Regions from separate parts of the Aedes albopictus genome. Here region 2 is linked to region 1. Evidence: chromatin contacts called from public Hi-C data. All regions are on one chromosome and are shown on one strand. The core of a region is the stretch at or near the end of the contact, and the rest is flanking DNA. Distances in the headings are between cores, read along the strand shown. Region 1 holds the start of LOC109408889 (vacuole membrane protein 1). Region 2 holds the start of LOC109408222 (JNK-interacting protein 3).

Region 1 (4,332 bases), core at 1,588-4,087:
TGGGCAGGGCATGTTGCAAGAATGCCGGACAACAACCCTTCAAAGTTGGTGTTTGCTAACCATCCGGTTGGTACAAGAAGGCGTGGAGTGCAGAGAGCACGATGTGCAGATCAGGTGGAGCGTGATCTGGCGAGTGTTGGGCGTGACCGACGTTGGAGAGCTGCAGCTGCAAATCGAGTATTATGGCGGCAAATTGTTGATTCAGTATTATCATGAATTTGATGTTAACTAAATAAATGAATGAATGATTCCCGTAACGTGGGTAGATCACCTTATAATGGTGCGTTACGGCGTAAGATCTACCATAACAAATTTTGATCTTGTATTTTTTTCGCTTTGTTAATTTAAATGCAGAAAAATTCCAAGATCACAATTTGCTCTACTTTTTTTTTCTTTTACATGTTATGTTTTTTATTGTTAATAAACCATTTCTTTCAGGAGGATTCAGGTAATTTGTAATTATGTAACTGTTGTGAGCCTATCACCATTTAAAAATCTATAATTTTACTTTTTATTTCAGATTTGGAATCGAACACCCAACAAGGAATTAGGAAAGGAACCAGGCATCAACCAAAAATATTGCGTGCACCTGAACGTTGACCAAACGTTTCCTTTGAACTTACCCTTCCACTAACATCCAAATTCCCGTGACGCCTAGGCCTGAAAGAATGTAGAGGTCTCTATGTACTTTCATAGGTGTCCAACTAATCTTCCTTTCCCATCCCTCAGCTGTCGCAAGGACGTGGCCAGGACAGCACTCGACCGTTGGAGGATTGAGTCAATCTTGTCTAAGAGTCAGAGATTAGTCCCAAATCTTTGTGCTTTGATAACGGACAGGAAAGATGCAACCCTCATAACAGCGATCCAGGGCTGTACCACCTACGAATTTGTGCGACTTGCTTAATGCTAATGCTAATGCTAACTAAATAAATGAATGAATGATCAACAAGCGATGTTTGTTTTATTGCTCTCATCGAATGACATGCGTTTGTTGCGGAGCGCCTTTGTTACCAACATGCACCGCTTAGGACAAAGCTTTTGTTTTTCGGCGTGATCCGTTTTTCGTACCCTGTCCATGATGCTATTTTGGAAACCAATCCACTAGATGTCAAATCCACAATATATATGTTAAATACAAATAATACAACAATAATTTTAATAAGTGTAATAAGGGTTCTGTTCACCATAGGTGGATTTAATCGGGTTTTTATTATTATATTCGCTTGTTATCTTGCATGAGCTTTTGATCAGTCTATGGGAAATTATTTTTCAATAAATAATGCTGACCTCATATAAAATGTATACTAGCAGGTTATTGTTTTCAACAAAATTATGAATAACAAATTACGAATAAACAGGAATTCTATGAAAACTAACAACATGTTGAATGAAAGCTTTGAATTTATATATTGTGGGAAAAATGCAAGAACCGGACAGCCAAAATAACTAGCTAATGCCAAAACTGATTAACATAGTATCTAGATATATCATTTTTGTCCTTTTTACACCATAACTATGAATACCTGAGACATGAATACCAAATACTTCGGAGCTAATTTATTCGACTGATTAAGAGATATTAGACAAAGTGTATCTCGCTGATTTTCTTATCCATTTGTTAATCGATTCAAGATCTTTTGGCAGCTAACAAAAGATACACTATTCCAGAATATATAAGCTATTTTTTAAATATTCCATACAAGATTCTAAGAAGAGTCTGGCATTTCTGGTAGTTTAGTCTATGGTCCATGATGCTATTTTGGAAACCAATCCACTAGATGCCAAATCCACAATATTTTCTAGAACTTGGGTCAATCACACAAAATAAATATGTTAAATACAAATAATACAACACTAATTTTAATAAGTGTAAGAAAGGTTCTGTTCACCATATGTGGATTAAATCGGTTTTTTTCAACCAAGATAAATTATACGACAAGTTTCAGGCAATTTGGTCCATAAAAAACCCTAATTTCAACCTGCCCCCAAAGTCATCCTATATCAAATTGCATTATGCCAAACCGAACGAATCCAAGCCATTCAGTCAGCGTGCATCAGCTGATAAGCTCTTTGTTTACCATGCGTACTTTGTTCGATTAGAATTTTGACGCACACTGATGTATGTATAAGCCTGTTGTGCATACATACAGTGCGATGGAATAATCAGAACACGAGGAAAACAGAACGAATACTATCATTCATGGAGAGGATACCCCAATCATGCTAATTGAGTACTAATGAAGTATCATTATTTTATAATAAATACAACTGAAGGAGTTAACATATAAGGTTTACTACAAAAATACGACTTCCATACAACTAATGGTAGTTATTGAAGAGACAATTTTAAGATCATTAACAGAGGCAATAAGTCTGCCTGGAGCTACGTAATTTATGTAACAGAACAATGTAATATACTGAATCCAGTAATTCAGGCAGCCGATCGATAATATCTGTCTAGCCATCTCATAGTAAATCGCTAGCCATCATACAATCCGCTCCGCAATGAAATTTCCTGTTTCCTTCAAATCGAGAGGAGTCAATGAAAAATCGATTGCCAATGACAATGCAGTGCACTGTGCCGTAGACGACGAGGGTGTCGTCAGCAAGTCTGGTGCATTTGGTTTGTGTTTTGAACCGTCTTTCATACTTACATTTTTCGACTTTGGCCAATATTCCGAATGATAGACGAAAAAATCCACAGCAGCGCACTTTTTCCGAATACCAATGCAATATTTTTCCTAAAATAACTCACTAAACATCACGCCACCGTCGATCATTCCACTCTTGACTTTTTCACGCGAGTCTTCTTTTTGTGAAGTTCAGCACGACAAACCGAAAAGGCGTGTCCTTTTTGAACGAAGAAACGTCAACGGGTGCACGCGTAATAAAAAAGAGCCAGAAAATGGTTTAGAGAGGAAAATCATACATTGAGCACAATGGTCAAAAAAAGTAAAGGACTGGTAAAAATGTGCGATGATTGATTATGAAGCTGTTCCATCTGTTCAACATGGTGCTCCCATATTGTTCCGTGCAGTTGAAAATCGGAATTTTTGACAAGCGAAAATCGATTTTTCGATTCGAACGTACGTCGGGCATGGATTACTGCACAAATTTATACTGGCCTGTTTCACACGAAATTTAACGTTTGAGAGGTGTTGGCACCGATCAAACATCAGACTTTCTGTGAGAGTAAGCAGGCCAGCATATATTCGTGCAGTGGACCATACACTTACTGAAAGACGGCTTGTGGTAATGAGGGTCTGTTCATAAAGCGGCGTCAAGGTCGCAATTTTTTCCGCAATCAAGATCGCAGATTGTGAACAATCCTCGGTACCCACTTTACGTAAAATTTGGCCACCTCAGACCCCCCCCCCTCCCCCCTCGTCGACAAAAATTTTGAAAATTGTATGAAGCGTAGACTTTGGCCAGAAACCACCCACCTCCCCCCAAAAAGTCTACGTGGTTTATGAACGGCCTCCAAGGAATCATAATAGTCTATTTTACGAAACGACAACAGTGTTGATATTGATATTAACACTCACGGGCTTAGGCGCAACCTCTTGTCAAATTTTCATTCATGAAATGAGCGATCAGCTGATCCGAAACGTCTCGTAAAATGGCTCATACCCACGCTTTTTTTTATTTTTTTTATTGATGCACAAGGGGGTCATAGCATAGTATTAAATCTATGGTCATAGGGCCAAGTCTCCAATGCAAGTCCGAGAGCTCGCATTGTCCATAATACACCTTTGAATGAGCCATTTTACGAGACGTTTCGGATCAGCTGATCGCTCATTTCATGAATGAAAATTTGACAGGAGGTTGCGCCCAAGCACGTGAGTGTTAATAATTAATATCAATATTGTTGTCGTTTCGTAAAATAGACTATTTGGGAGTAGGCATAGCAACCTCTTTAGCCCTGCGGATTTTAAGTTTTGCGTAGCCTTAAGAACAAACGTCTTGAAATCCCGCTTCAGCAGTGCATCACAACTTCAGACGCACAAATCTCAAGAAACAAGTTTCAAACAACAATGCATTTTATTATTCTGTTCTTGCTCACCTGTCATAAGCTTAAAATAAAAAGATCAGGTGCGCTGGTTTTGTTTACAAAGAGATTTATGAACTCGAAACCGTGAGTAGGTGCCAAAGTCGGCCATTATGGCGGCCATTTTGGGATTACAACAAGTCTGTCCTTAAAGGATTGAAAAAGGTGGGAAATCGATGTGGTGTATTGAGCTGTAAGAGAATGTGTTGTTAGTTAAATGGTCAACGTAATTTACCTTTGGGTCGCTTGTATGGGGTAAGCGTTTTGAACATACTGGTTTTGCT
Region 2 (4,516 bases), core at 923-3,422, 140 kb before region 1:
ACTGTGGCAGTACTACATCGGAGAGTGATTTCGAAGGTTATCCTGATGAAGCAATACTACGGCGATCGAAACGGTCAACGAAAGGAGTACCTCCAAACCGGTTGGTCGTGAATTCTTGGGCAGCAGAAGTGTCCAGCACCCAGGAGGAGCCGAAGAACTTTGCTCAAGCAATGAACAGTCAAGATCGTACAAAATGGAACGAAGCGATGGTGGAAGAAATGCGCTCGATCGAGTCGAACGGTACGTGGCAGTTGGTGGACCTTCCAGCCGGCCGAAAAGCAGTTGGCTCAAAGTGGGTCTACAAAATCAAGCGTAACGCGGATGGAGAAGTGGCCCACTTCAAAGCAAGACTCGTCGCACAGGGATACAGCCAGCAGTACGGAACAGATTATGACCAAGTGTTCGCTCCAGTGGTTCGTCAAACCACCTTCCGGACTCTACTGGCTGTGGCGGCGAAGCAAGGTATGACGGTGCGACAGTTCGACGTCAAGACTGCGTTTTTGTACGGAAACCTCGATGAAGAAATATACCTTCGTCAACCTCCAGGATTCGTCGTGCAAGGGGAAGAACGAAAGGTGTACAAGCTGCGAAAAAGCTTATATGGCCTGAAGCAAGCGGCCAGATCGTGGAACAGCACACTGCACTCCGAATTGGAACGACTGGGATTCCAGCGGTGTGACTCGGACCCATGCCTCTACAGGAAGAAGGAGAATCATCGTTGGTGCTACGTGTTGGTGTACGTCGACGACTTGATTGTGGCATGTGAGAACGAGAGGACCATAGACCGCTGCATCGGAGCTTTGCGGAAAAAGTTCACCATCGAGTCCCTGGGTGATGTTCAATGGTACTTGGGCATCAACGTGAAACGTGATGAGGATGGCGATTTCTCCATCAACCAGGAGCAGTACATCGGCGAAATTGTGCGGTCTTGTGGCTTGGAAGATGCGAAGGATTCCAAGGTTCCATTGGATCCAGGATACTACAAGCAAGAACCTAGTGCATCCCTCCCAAACAACGTGGAGTATCAGAAGCTGTTGGGACAACTCCTGTAAGTCTCGGTTAACTCCCGACCGGACATTTCAGCAGCGGTGTCGATCCTAAGCCGGAAGACGAGCAACCCATCTCAAAATGATTGGCTGGAGCTCGAGCGTGTTGCACGGTACCTGAAGGGAACGAGTGACTACTGGTTGCGTCTGAGCGGCAACAATCGACGAAGTGGTTTAGTTGGCTTCTCTGATGCCGACTGGGCAGAGCATAGGCAAGATCGGAAATCGAACAGCGGTATGGTGATCCAATTCAACGGCGGTACGATCAGCTGGGCATGCAGAAAACAGTCGTGCGTTTCATTGTCCACTGCGGAGGCGGAATTTGTTGCTTTGGCCGAGGCTACACAAGAAATGTTGTGGGTGAAACGACTCCTCGGTGATCTCGGAGAGGAGCAGCAAGATCCGGTATTGTACGAAGACAACCAAAGCGCTTTGAAGATGTTGGACGTCGGTAAGTTCAGCAACAGAACGAAGCACATCGCTACCAAATACCATTTCGTGCGGGACATCAAGACATCTGGCGAGATCTGTTTCGTTTATTGCCCGACGAAGGACATGGTTTCTGATTTGCTGACGAAACCCATCGGAGGAACCAGATTGGCACAGTTGAGGACCATGTGCGGATTGCAAGATCAGCGTTGAGGAGGAGTGTTCATCAAGTCATGCTGCTTAGCAACGCTGAATGAATACTCTAACAATATCGTAGTAGTCCATATCTGTAAAATGAAAATTTTTCTTTAGTCATTAATAAAACCTAGAATTGTAAAGACGTTTTCCCTTTCATTCCGAGTCTGAAAGCCAATAAAGCTGTGAGAGGATTTTACGTCATAGATCGGCCTTATAAAATTAATTCGAATAATTAAAGGCCGTTTCATAAGTTGGGCCTTATGACAATCTTAAGTTTATTTGGCTGAGTGTATGGTTAAACAATTATCAATCAAATTTCTACACATGAATGGATGAAAGCTCCAGTAGAGATAAGGAGATGCCTATAGCTGTCGCGTTCTTTTACTCATTTTATGTTTTAGTCTGCGACTGTGTAAGTACCCAATAAGTGAACCCACATTGACACTTCATTTCAATGTCAAACAGGGCTAACAATTTTGATCGTGTAGCAACATTCACATTGCGCAAAAGCCGATTTACCCATAGTTGAGTTTGTTTCTGTCAGCGTACGTAGCTGTGCATATTTCGGGCGCTGGGCAATAAGAAAATCGAAATAATAATATTGTCGAGAGATTCCAACAACTGGCTGGTCAGAAGTTTATACTGCTAATAGAATTATGTAAAAATCATGCATTGTTTGTAGTTTTCGCAAGTTTGGAAGGCCGTATTTGATCGAGAAAAGTGTATAAATTGTTCCCGAGTGCGTGTATCTGCGATTCTAGTCATTCAAAATGGAAGCAGAAGGAGGTGATTCGGAAATTGTTTATGGAACGCACGATGACGCTGCAATGGTGATGTCTGAAAAAGTGGGTATCGAAATTAGATTTGCCAAGGCTATTCGTTGTTTTCTGTGCATATTTCCTGGCAGGGGATTAGTGTTTGCACAATTAGGATCATGTGTGCTGGGAGGATCAAGGCGAAAACTTATTTTGGTGTGATTCATTTTTTCTTTCTTATATGAAATCTCTTGTTGGAAGATTTTGACAACCTGCTGTCAAAAATTTTATTACAAAGAATTGTTTTGATCGTATGTCGAGTCATCTGTTGTATGACTGCATGCAAATATTTGTGTAAGTATAATGTTGCAGCACTGTTTAGTTGTGCAACATTTTCCCATGCAACATAAATGAGTTTTGGTCATTTTGGTTCTTGTTTTGGGTTTAATGGAATTGTTTGCATTATTCTTATTTGTTGAAATTTCTTTTGTTTGAGAACCTATTCATTAATATTTATCTTTTGTAGGTACAATCACTAGCCGGCTCAATTTACCAGGAGTTTGAGCGCATGATATCGCGTTATGATGAGGACGTCGTTAAATCCCTTATGCCATTACTCGTAAATGTTCTGGAGTGCTTAGATGCTGCTTATCAAAATAATCAAGAGCAAGATGTTGAGCTGGAATTGCTACGGGAAGATAACGAGCAGCTGGTCACACAATACGAACGAGAGAAAAATGCTCGAAAACAAGCTGAGCAAAAGCTTCTGGAGACCGAAGATTTGGCCGAACAAGAGAATAAAGAACTGGCAAGTCGATTGGAATCTTTGGAAAGTATTGTGCGTATGCTTGAGCTGAAGCATAAAAATAGTATGGATCATTCTAGTCGATTGGAAGAAAGAGAAGGTGAACTAAAGAAAGAGTATAACAAACTTCACGAGCGTTATACAGAGCTATTCAAAACGCATGTTGACTATATGGAACGTGCTAAGATTATGATGGGAAATTCCAACCATTCCCAAGTCAGTGGTGCGTCTGAACGATTAAATCTTCATACTTCGAGATTGATTCCAATCGCCCGATCGTCCGGTCCAGTATCCTATGGATTTACATCGTTGGAAAATTCCACAATGCTCGATTCAGATGTCGTGTGTAGTGGGGAAAGTAGCAATGGCTCAGGGCCACCTTCATTGCATAACGAGCTTGATCAGATCGTTACCGCCGAAAAATCGTCCGAGACGGAGAAAATGCAGCAGGTTAATCAAGCTACGTCTCCGGAGAGTGAGGCATCAAAACCGGTCATGACAAACTCAATTGGTGGAAAAACTACCACCAAGAAAGAGCAAAGATCTGGAAATACTCTCTACCAGGAACTGTCGTTCCAGGACGACACCGTCGAAAGTGAAGAGGCTGAAATTACAGGGGGATGGGTGCATCCAGGAGACTATGCTTCTTCAGGTAAGCAACGACACAGTTTTTTTTTGTAAAACTTTTATTATTTAATAAGGCCACTGATACATCTGGAAACCAAACAATTGGACATAAAAAAATTGTTTAATTATTGGATGATTTTATATGATATTTGACCAAAAATGATGTCAAACACACATTAATTTTGAATGCCTAATTTTGAATCACTTCTCTTGAGATTTGCTCACGCAAAGAATAATAAGATTGTTTCAAATAAGAAGACAACAATTAGGTAGGTTTATTCTCTGTTAAAACTAAAAAAAACTTGGTTTGCGCAGCGAGAAACTAAACTAAGATAAATCTTACTATTGTTGTGTCCATCTGTTTTTCCGGAATATGCTTTTCCATCACCTGCACCGACTCTTCAATCAACCATTGATTATTAATTCAAAATTAATCTATCCATTTTTGCTTGACATTACTAACTTTACTAATACATTTTTTCAATTTTCAGTCAACGACAACTTCTTTGGTAAGTATGGTTTTCCCCTTTTTTACTACGGGTCAGTCATTAACTGCTTTGGCATGCCTAACAAGCAAATAAATAAATGTTTTAAATAATAATGATATAATATGGTGGTGTTGTAACATTTCCCGGAAGCGAACACTTTTCGTATGT

Evidence for each region. Hi-C and Micro-C count contacts between places; a contact is called where the count stands out from the background.
Region 2: a contact with region 1 is called in a Hi-C map of whole body, with 4 times the contacts expected there. The contact joins the promoter of LOC109408222 here to the promoter of LOC109408889 in region 1. A contact is called at or near these places in 2 of 3 Hi-C or Micro-C datasets (embryo and whole body).

The regions. Positions count from the first base shown.
Region 1 is chr2:286,064,603-286,068,934 of AalbF5, reverse strand. LOC109408889 (vacuole membrane protein 1) reads right to left here and starts at 2,837. Exons shown (of 6, transcript XM_029872937.2): 1 at 2,655-2,837.
Region 2 is chr2:286,201,958-286,206,473 of AalbF5, reverse strand. LOC109408222 (JNK-interacting protein 3) reads left to right here and starts at 2,172. Exons shown (of 12, transcript XM_062852005.1): 1 at 2,172-2,301; 2 at 2,356-2,518; 3 at 2,955-3,885; 4 at 4,352-4,369. The coding sequence starts at 2,444.